2 separate regions of the Capra hircus genome follow, and region 2 is linked to region 1. A link is a contact called in public Hi-C data. All regions are on one chromosome and are shown on one strand. Each heading gives the region's core, a stretch centred on a gene start, on an enhancer-like site or on the middle of the called end of the contact. The rest is flanking DNA. Distances are from core to core; before and after follow the strand shown. Region 1 has its middle 10 kb from the start of COPRS. Region 2 overlaps RAB11FIP4 (rab11 family-interacting protein 4).

Evidence for each region. A called contact is a pair of places that touch in the nucleus more often than the background predicts.
Region 2: a contact with region 1 is called in a Hi-C map of blood, with 4 times the contacts expected there. The contact joins two enhancer-like sites. A contact is called at or near these places in 3 of 5 Hi-C or Micro-C datasets (blood and liver).

The regions. Positions count from the first base shown.
Region 1 is chr19:17,917,825-17,921,497 of ARS1.2, reverse strand. No RefSeq gene overlaps it. Among named protein-coding and RNA genes, the nearest start is that of COPRS, 10 kb to the right of the region's middle. Within about 2 kb of position 1,772, at least 3 of the 5 cell types and tissues checked have an H3K27ac peak or open chromatin away from gene starts, as enhancers often do.
Region 2 is chr19:18,158,180-18,161,749 of ARS1.2, reverse strand. RAB11FIP4 (rab11 family-interacting protein 4) reads left to right here. Exons shown (of 15, transcript XM_018064266.1): 12 at 487-624; 13 at 727-885; 14 at 1,937-2,080; 15 at 3,090-3,570. The coding sequence ends at 3,206. Among named protein-coding and RNA genes, the nearest start is that of TRNAT-CGU, 19 kb to the right of the region's middle. Within about 2 kb of position 1,814, at least 1 of the 5 cell types and tissues checked has an H3K27ac peak or open chromatin away from gene starts, as enhancers often do.

The DNA of each region.
Region 1 (3,673 bases), core at 523-3,022:
CTCTAGAGCCATCACCCTAGTTTAGGTCCCCATCCTCTCTTGCTAGATTACAGCTCCAAGACTGGCCTTCCTGGCTTGGGTCTCAGCCTCCTCCCACCAAGAACTAGGAGGTTCTTTTGAAAACGAAAATCTGCCCATCACACATTCATGTTAAGAACGCTTTAAGCTTCTTGGCATATCTTTCAAAGACTCTTGCTTAACCTGACTTCATCCCTCACCATGTCCCCAAGTACGTGAGACTTTCTCACACCTGGAGGCTTCTCTACACACAGCTCCCTCTGCCTGGCTGATCCTCCACCCACTTCATGGCCAAGTCCTCTAGCACTCGGCTTCTAGGTTGTCTCCTTTTAGGGGTCTCCTTGACCTGTCTCTCCTTCTTCAGGGTTCCCACCATACCCTGGGCCTACATAGTTCTCCCGTGGTGAGAAGGGTCCATATTTGTGCCAGGCTCCCTAAAAGCCATTCCATCCCGAGTAGACAGTACATAGCAGGTGTTCAGGAATAAATTGATGAATAAAGGTAGAGTCTACTTGGGATTCTCCTGCTTTTTCTCAAACAAAATTCATCCTGCATGCTAAGTCGATTCAGTCGTGTCCAGTTCTTTGCGAACTATGGACTATAGCCTGCCAGGCTCCTGTGTCCATAGGATTCCCCAGGCAAGAATACTGGAGTGGGTTGCCATGCCCTCCTCCGGGGGGTCTCCCCAAACCAGAGATTGAACCAGTATCTCTCATATCTCCTGCATTGGCAGGCAGGTTCTTTACCACTAGCGCCCCCTGGAAAGCCTAGAAAATGAAAGTCGCTCAGTCGTGTCCGACTCTTTGCGACCCCATGGGCTATACAGTCTGTGGAATTCTCCAGGCCAGAATACTGGAGTGGGTAGCCTTTCCCTTCTCCCAGGGCATCTTCCCAACCCAGGGACTGAACCCAGTTCTGCATTGGCAGGCGGATTCTTTACCACTAGCACCACCTGAGAAGCCTAGGCTGTTGCTAAATCTAGATGTTTCCCATCCCAGTAGAGTGAGCATACTAGAACGAAAACTTGGGAGTCAGATGACTTGCATCACCATCTCTCCTCTTTGTGACTTTTGGCCAATTCTCTTACCTCCCTGAGCCTCAGTGTCTCTTTCTGTAAAACGAGAATTATAAGCTTTGTAAGAAAAACCACCGAAGGTGTCATCTGGCAGAGGGATGTAGCACGATGCATTTGACTTTCCTGCGTGCATACGCACACTTTGGTTGAAGTCAGCAAGCATATATTAAGTGCTTACTATGTGCCAGGCTCTGGGATGGGTGTTGGGGTGGGGGGGGGGGGCATGGGTGGTGTCCCCACTATAAACACAGCACCAGGGACTTCCCTTTGCCTTCCAATGCAGGGGCTGTGGGTTCGACCCCCAGTTGGGGAGCTAAGATACCACGTGCCTCCCAGCCGGAAAACCAAACCAAAACATAAAAAAGCAGAATCAATATTGTCAATGTGTAAATATTGAAAATGTACATAAAACACGAACAGCAGAAGCAATAGTGTAAATGTTGTAAATGACTCTTACCCTAAATTTCACAATAATCTTTTCTGAGAAAACTCCTCTATCAAATCAGGAGTAAATCCTGCCCTTGAACTCACAGGTGAGACTGCTAATCAGCAGGAAGCCCACTAACAGGAAGGTAACCCTGAGCCCGCTGAGCAGCTCCTCCAGGGCCCCTCGCCCTCCCCGCGGTCACACAGCACACAGCGCGTGGTGGGTCTGTACTGCCACCTGCTGGAGGAATGGGGTAAGGCTACAGGCGGCAGGCAGCAGAGATTCAGGCGCCTGCCTTGAGTTGCCGAACACATGGCTCTAAGGTCTATCTGCCACATTTGTTCAACAGCTCACGAGAAGCTGTCAGAGGAAATGGCTTTTGAAATCACAATCACCTCACCGGAAAAGGGGGCGGGGGGGAAGAAAAGGAAAGCCAACTGTACCTTGCAATGGCAGAAAGTGGGAGTATGCCTCCTGGGGAAACTTCTCTCTTTCACTCAAAGCGGGAGGACCGGAGAACCCTGTAAGATGGAGAGAAATGCCTTCTCCTGAAACTGTGGCTTACTCCCCAGGCCCTGAGTGAGGACACATCCTGGTGGGACCCTCTCAACCTTGGTGCCCTGGGACCCAGTTGAACTCTCCTCCTGCTCATCAACACCTGCAAGATCTAGCTGAGTCCTGGAACCAGCTCCACAGAAACTGCCGGAAGCTGGGAGGCCGTGCTTTTCCAAAGGCCTTGGCTTTGCAGCCAGACCCGCTAAGTCAACACAGAGGGAGCCAGCCGTGCAGCTTGCCTTCCTGTTACACCCTCCCACTTCTCCTGGGCCTGCCACGCTCACGCACATGTGTGCACATACACACAAGGAGTCCTCCAGGTCCAGCAGTCTGTTATTTGGGTGGGGAATCTGCTCTGGGAGAACTGGCAGGCAGAATCCACATGGGCTACAGCCAGGGTATTGGGCTGTTGTGGGTTGTTTTGTTTTTTCTCTTTCTCCATATTCCAACCATCCTGGGAAAGTTGGGTCCAGGAATGTGAACTCCGGAAAACCAAGGGCAGTGCAGCGCCAAGGTATTTACTAAGCCAATGAGCATGCTTCCTTCTCCCTGGAAGGCGATCTTGGCTTTCCTCAGGGCACTGCAGCCTTGCAGAGTCCAGCCAGTTGCTCCTATACATAAAGACAGTGTGGCCTTTGCAGCCTTCACAGTCAACCCAACAAGCACCAAGCACCAGAGAAAAAGCTGCAGGACGCACCATCCCCCATCCCCCCCAGGGTCTCATGATGAACATGCTGTCCCCACTATAAACACAGCACCAGGGACTTCCCTTTGCCTTCCAATGCAGGGGCTGTGGGTTCGACCCCCAGTTGGGGAGCTAAGATACCACGTGCCTCCCAGCCGGAAAACCAAACCAAAACATAAAAAAGCAGAATCAATATTGTCAATGTGTAAATATTGAAAATGTACATAAAACACGAACAGCAGAAGCAATAGTGTAAATGTTGTAAATTTGAATATTGTAAATAATTCAATAAAGACTTTTAAAAAACAAACACTGCACCAAACTAATTGAGGGGTGAGGCAAAAGAGTACATTCCTCCAGACCTTCCAAAAGGAAAGAAAGCCGTAACTTACAGAAACATGCCAGAGCCAAACAAAAATACACAGCATGGCTTACACACACTGTGAATGGCACAGTTCTTTTTCTTCTGCCACAATACAAAAACGGGGAGTTTTTCATCCAGAGAGAAAATAAAAATGAAGCATAAATTATCAGCGCTCTGATATGAATCAGCCCATGATGATACTTTCAATACACCGTCATACCTACCTGATGATCTGGCCCCCCTGCCCCCAGCAGTAATTCGTTCTCATCTTGGCTTCTGTTAATTCTACGTTTCAGGGATTCAAGAAGCAAAACAGTCGTCTCTTTGACCATCCCAGTTTCCGACTCTGAGCTTCCACGTGTACCTTTTGGGGTTCACACTTTCTCAAGCACCTCAAGCAGTGCAAGACATCATCCGATATCCATCTTCACAGGTCTTTTCTGTCCCATGGCCCCTCTGGGTCCCTCCAGTCCTCTGCATGCTCAAGACCTGGGCATCTTTTGGGAGATGGTCCTGACTGCCTAGAAACAGCAACATCTATCATTCTGG
Region 2 (3,570 bases), core at 565-3,064, 240 kb before region 1:
AGGTTCAGTCATTGCTTAGACTTGGATCTTGAGCTGAATCCACAGAGAGGCCATGTTGGCTATCGCTGGCCTTTTGGTTTCTAGTTTCTGAAATTCTCACTGCCCTAGCCAAAAAAAAAGGGAACAAAATACAAATAGTTTGTCTTTGCATATTTCTGATTTTCCAAATGTTGTACAATGAATACGTTTCTCTGTATTATGGGGGAAAATAAGGAGAAAGAGGCCAGATTCTGTTTGGACTCTTACCTTCTATTCAGATCCATCTGGCATCATTGAAGGACTGTGGAGACCTGAGGCTTTTCTTATTGCAGCTCTAGAATTAGGGGTCTAGCTGTTTCTTTAATTCGTGCCTTGGAGGGCTGTGTCCTCCGGGCTGGTCTGATTGCCTATTTGTCGAGGTAGCTGCCCCAGGCCCCCAGCAAAGCCCCCCAGGGCGCAGCGGGCCCCCTGGGAACTCTCCCCCTGCCCTGGTCTCCCTGGCTGCAGGAGCGGCAGCGCATGTCAGACCGGCTGGAGGACACCAGCCTGCGGCTCAAGGATGAGATGGACCTGTACAAGCGCATGATGGACAAGCTGCGGCACAACCGCCTCGAGTTCCAGAAGGAGCGGGAGGCGACACAGGAGGTGGGTCGGTGGGCTCCAGGGCGCCAAACTCCACCCCACCCCACCCCACCCCACCAGCCCCCCACATCCGTGCTCCTGCCAACTGGCCTCTTTCCCCCACAGCTCATCGAGGACTTGCGGAAGGAGCTGGAGCACCTGCAGATGTACAAGCTGGACTGCGAGCGGCCGGGCAGGGGCCGCAGCTCGTCCTCCAGCCTTGGCGAGTTCAACACCAGGGCCCGAGAGGTCGAGTTGGAGCACGAGGTCAAGCGGCTCAAGCAGGTAGGCCCCGGGAGCCCCCATCCCAGGGCACGAGGTGTCCGGGTCCCCTCGGGGTGCGTCTCCTGTTCAGGGCTGAGTGTCGGAGCGCCTCCTTTTCCCTTGTAACTAGTTGCCTGCTCCTCCCGACACCTTGATCATCAGGCCCGCTCAGCCCTTTCTCACAGCTCAGGCGAGGTGGCTGGAAACCCCAGGGTCGGTCTTTGCTCAGCATCCATGACGGGAAACAGACACCAGTCTTCTGTCCTGGGCACGTGGGAGAAGGAAACCTCACTCAGCTACACAGTGTCTCCCACCCCGAGCCCAAGAGTCCATTTCAGAGGGTTCCTGGACGCTCTCCTGTGACTGGGCAGCCCTTGGGGGTGGGGGAAGCAGGATCAGGAGGGGCAGTGACCCAACGGGGGCCTGAGGGTGCTCAGAGACCCTGCAGAATAAATTATCCGGGTGGGGCAGCTCCTCAGGGTCCCCGTCTCACAGCAGTCCTAAATCCCAGCCCTTCTCAGCCACAAGGGGGCGCCCGGGGTCCCAGATGTGAGCAGGTAGGAGCCTTGAGGCAAAAGCTAGAGCATGGGGCTGGTCAGCTGGCTCTGGGCAGGAGGCACACAGGAGCCGAGGGCACCCTGGAAAGAACTCCCCAGAGCAGGATTCCTGAGCCCGACTGCAGGAGCCAAGGAGACGAGCTGACCTGCCACCCCAGGGACCCAGAGCATCACTTTCCCTCACCAAGGGCCAGTGTTGGAGAAGGAGCCACTGAGTGGGCAGTGTCCTCCGGGGCCCCTCTTCCGGCTCACCCACCCCCAGGGAAGAAGGGGTAGTCTGGAGCCATGCTCCTCCCTGGAAACCTGGCTCCCTGAGCAAGGCTGTAACTCCTCCTCAGGACCCCAAGCCCCCTGAGGACCCAGCCCTCCTCGCCCTGGAGCCCAGCAGAGGCCAGGTCATCTGTGGGTGTCCTGGACTGGCCAGTGACGCACACCCTGGGCGGTGGTCAGGAGGCCGTGGACGCGGAGCAGCGGGTCCCGGTGGGAGTCAGAGTTGCCTGTGTCCCCTTCTGCAGGAGAATCACAAGCTGCGAGATCAGAATGATGACTTGAATGGACAAATCTTGAGCCTCAGTCTCTACGAAGCCAAGAACCTCTTTGCTACCCAGACCAAAGCCCAGTCCCTGGCAGCGGAAATAGACACAGCCTCTCGCGATGAGGTAACATGCCCACACGCTCTCGCCGTGGAGCCTGGCCCTCGCCCGTGAGTCCTGCCCCGGGGCAGGAAAAGCAGGCCAGGGCCTGGCCCCCTGGGCGTCCCCATCTGCAATGACCCCGAGTGATGGGGCAGAGCAGTGAGAGGAGGCAGAGTTCAGCCTGCTCCAATTTCCTATATGTGGTGGGAGAAGAGTGCGGTTGGGAGCAGAGCAGAGTTTGAGTTCGCTTGGTCGGGAGTGTGCCAGAATGGCCCGTTGATGTCATCAGTGTGCGATCCAGGGGAGGCCGGATGTCCCCTGGACCCAAGCCAGCAGGAGAAGGATATTAGCGTGTTGGGGGGGCACCTGCTTGCAGTATGTCTTCATTTAATCTTCTGAGAACGCGAAGGCTTTCTGAACACTTCCATGTCACAGATCGGGAGACCAGGATCACCCAAGATCACCCAGCTTACGGAGAGAGAGGAGCCCAGGTCCCTAGCACCAAAGCCCACTCTTTCTGCCCCACTGGGGTATGGTTATGAAAGATCAGGCCTCCAAGATACCCAGGTTAGATTTCAACACGAGTCACCGAACCCCTTTACCCTGTGCTGGGGACGCACAGCCAGGAGCTGGCCCCTGGCCTTGAGGAGTGCCCACATGAGCCAAGCACCAGCCTCCAGCCTGTGGGCAGAGGCGCATCCCATGGACACGGCAGGAGTCGACCTGGAGAAGGACAGCGGCAGGACTGGGGGTGGCGAGAGGAAACAGCGGGTGGTCTTAGGGTCTTGGGACATTGGGTGTCACTCCTGACTATAAGCGCCTCTGGCCAGCATTCTCTACCTTTATCAGCAACATCGCACACATCTGGGCTCCCCTAAACGGGCCAATGATCTGGGCCTCTCTGGGGGTGTGGCCTACGCCTCTGCACCTTTCCCCCTGCCCAGGCTCTGAGGCTGGTTTTGTTGGGACACTGCCTCTGCCCACACCCCGGCCCCCCTCCTGGCCTCTGACCTCGCTTTCTTGTTCCCTCCAGCTCATGGAAGCCCTCAAGGAGCAGGAGGAGATCAACTTTCGGCTGAGGCAGTACATGGACAAGATCATCCTAGCCATCCTGGACCACAACCCCTCCATCCTCGAGATCAAACACTGAGACGAGGGTGGCTGGCTGCAGAGCAGCCGCAGGACCCCCAGACCCCAGGATTCAGGGGCAGAACCCCGCCTGAGGATGCGGCCCGGGCCGGGCCTCCCATGCACACTGTAAATGTGTCTCTGGGCACCGCTATGTAATGTATACTGGTGTGTATGTGGGGAGGCCGTGCACACAGCAGAGCGTGATCCTGGGCAGCAGCCGTGGCGCCATCTGCGCCATCAGCTGTCCTGTGTTTTGCGGTCCCTCTGCCCCTCGCAAAGCGGGGCAGAGGGTTGTGGAGGTGGGCAGGGGCGAGGTTAGCCATCAGGAGTTACTGTAATGACGAAAGCTAGAAGAAGCTTGCGTTTCAGATACTGGACAAAAT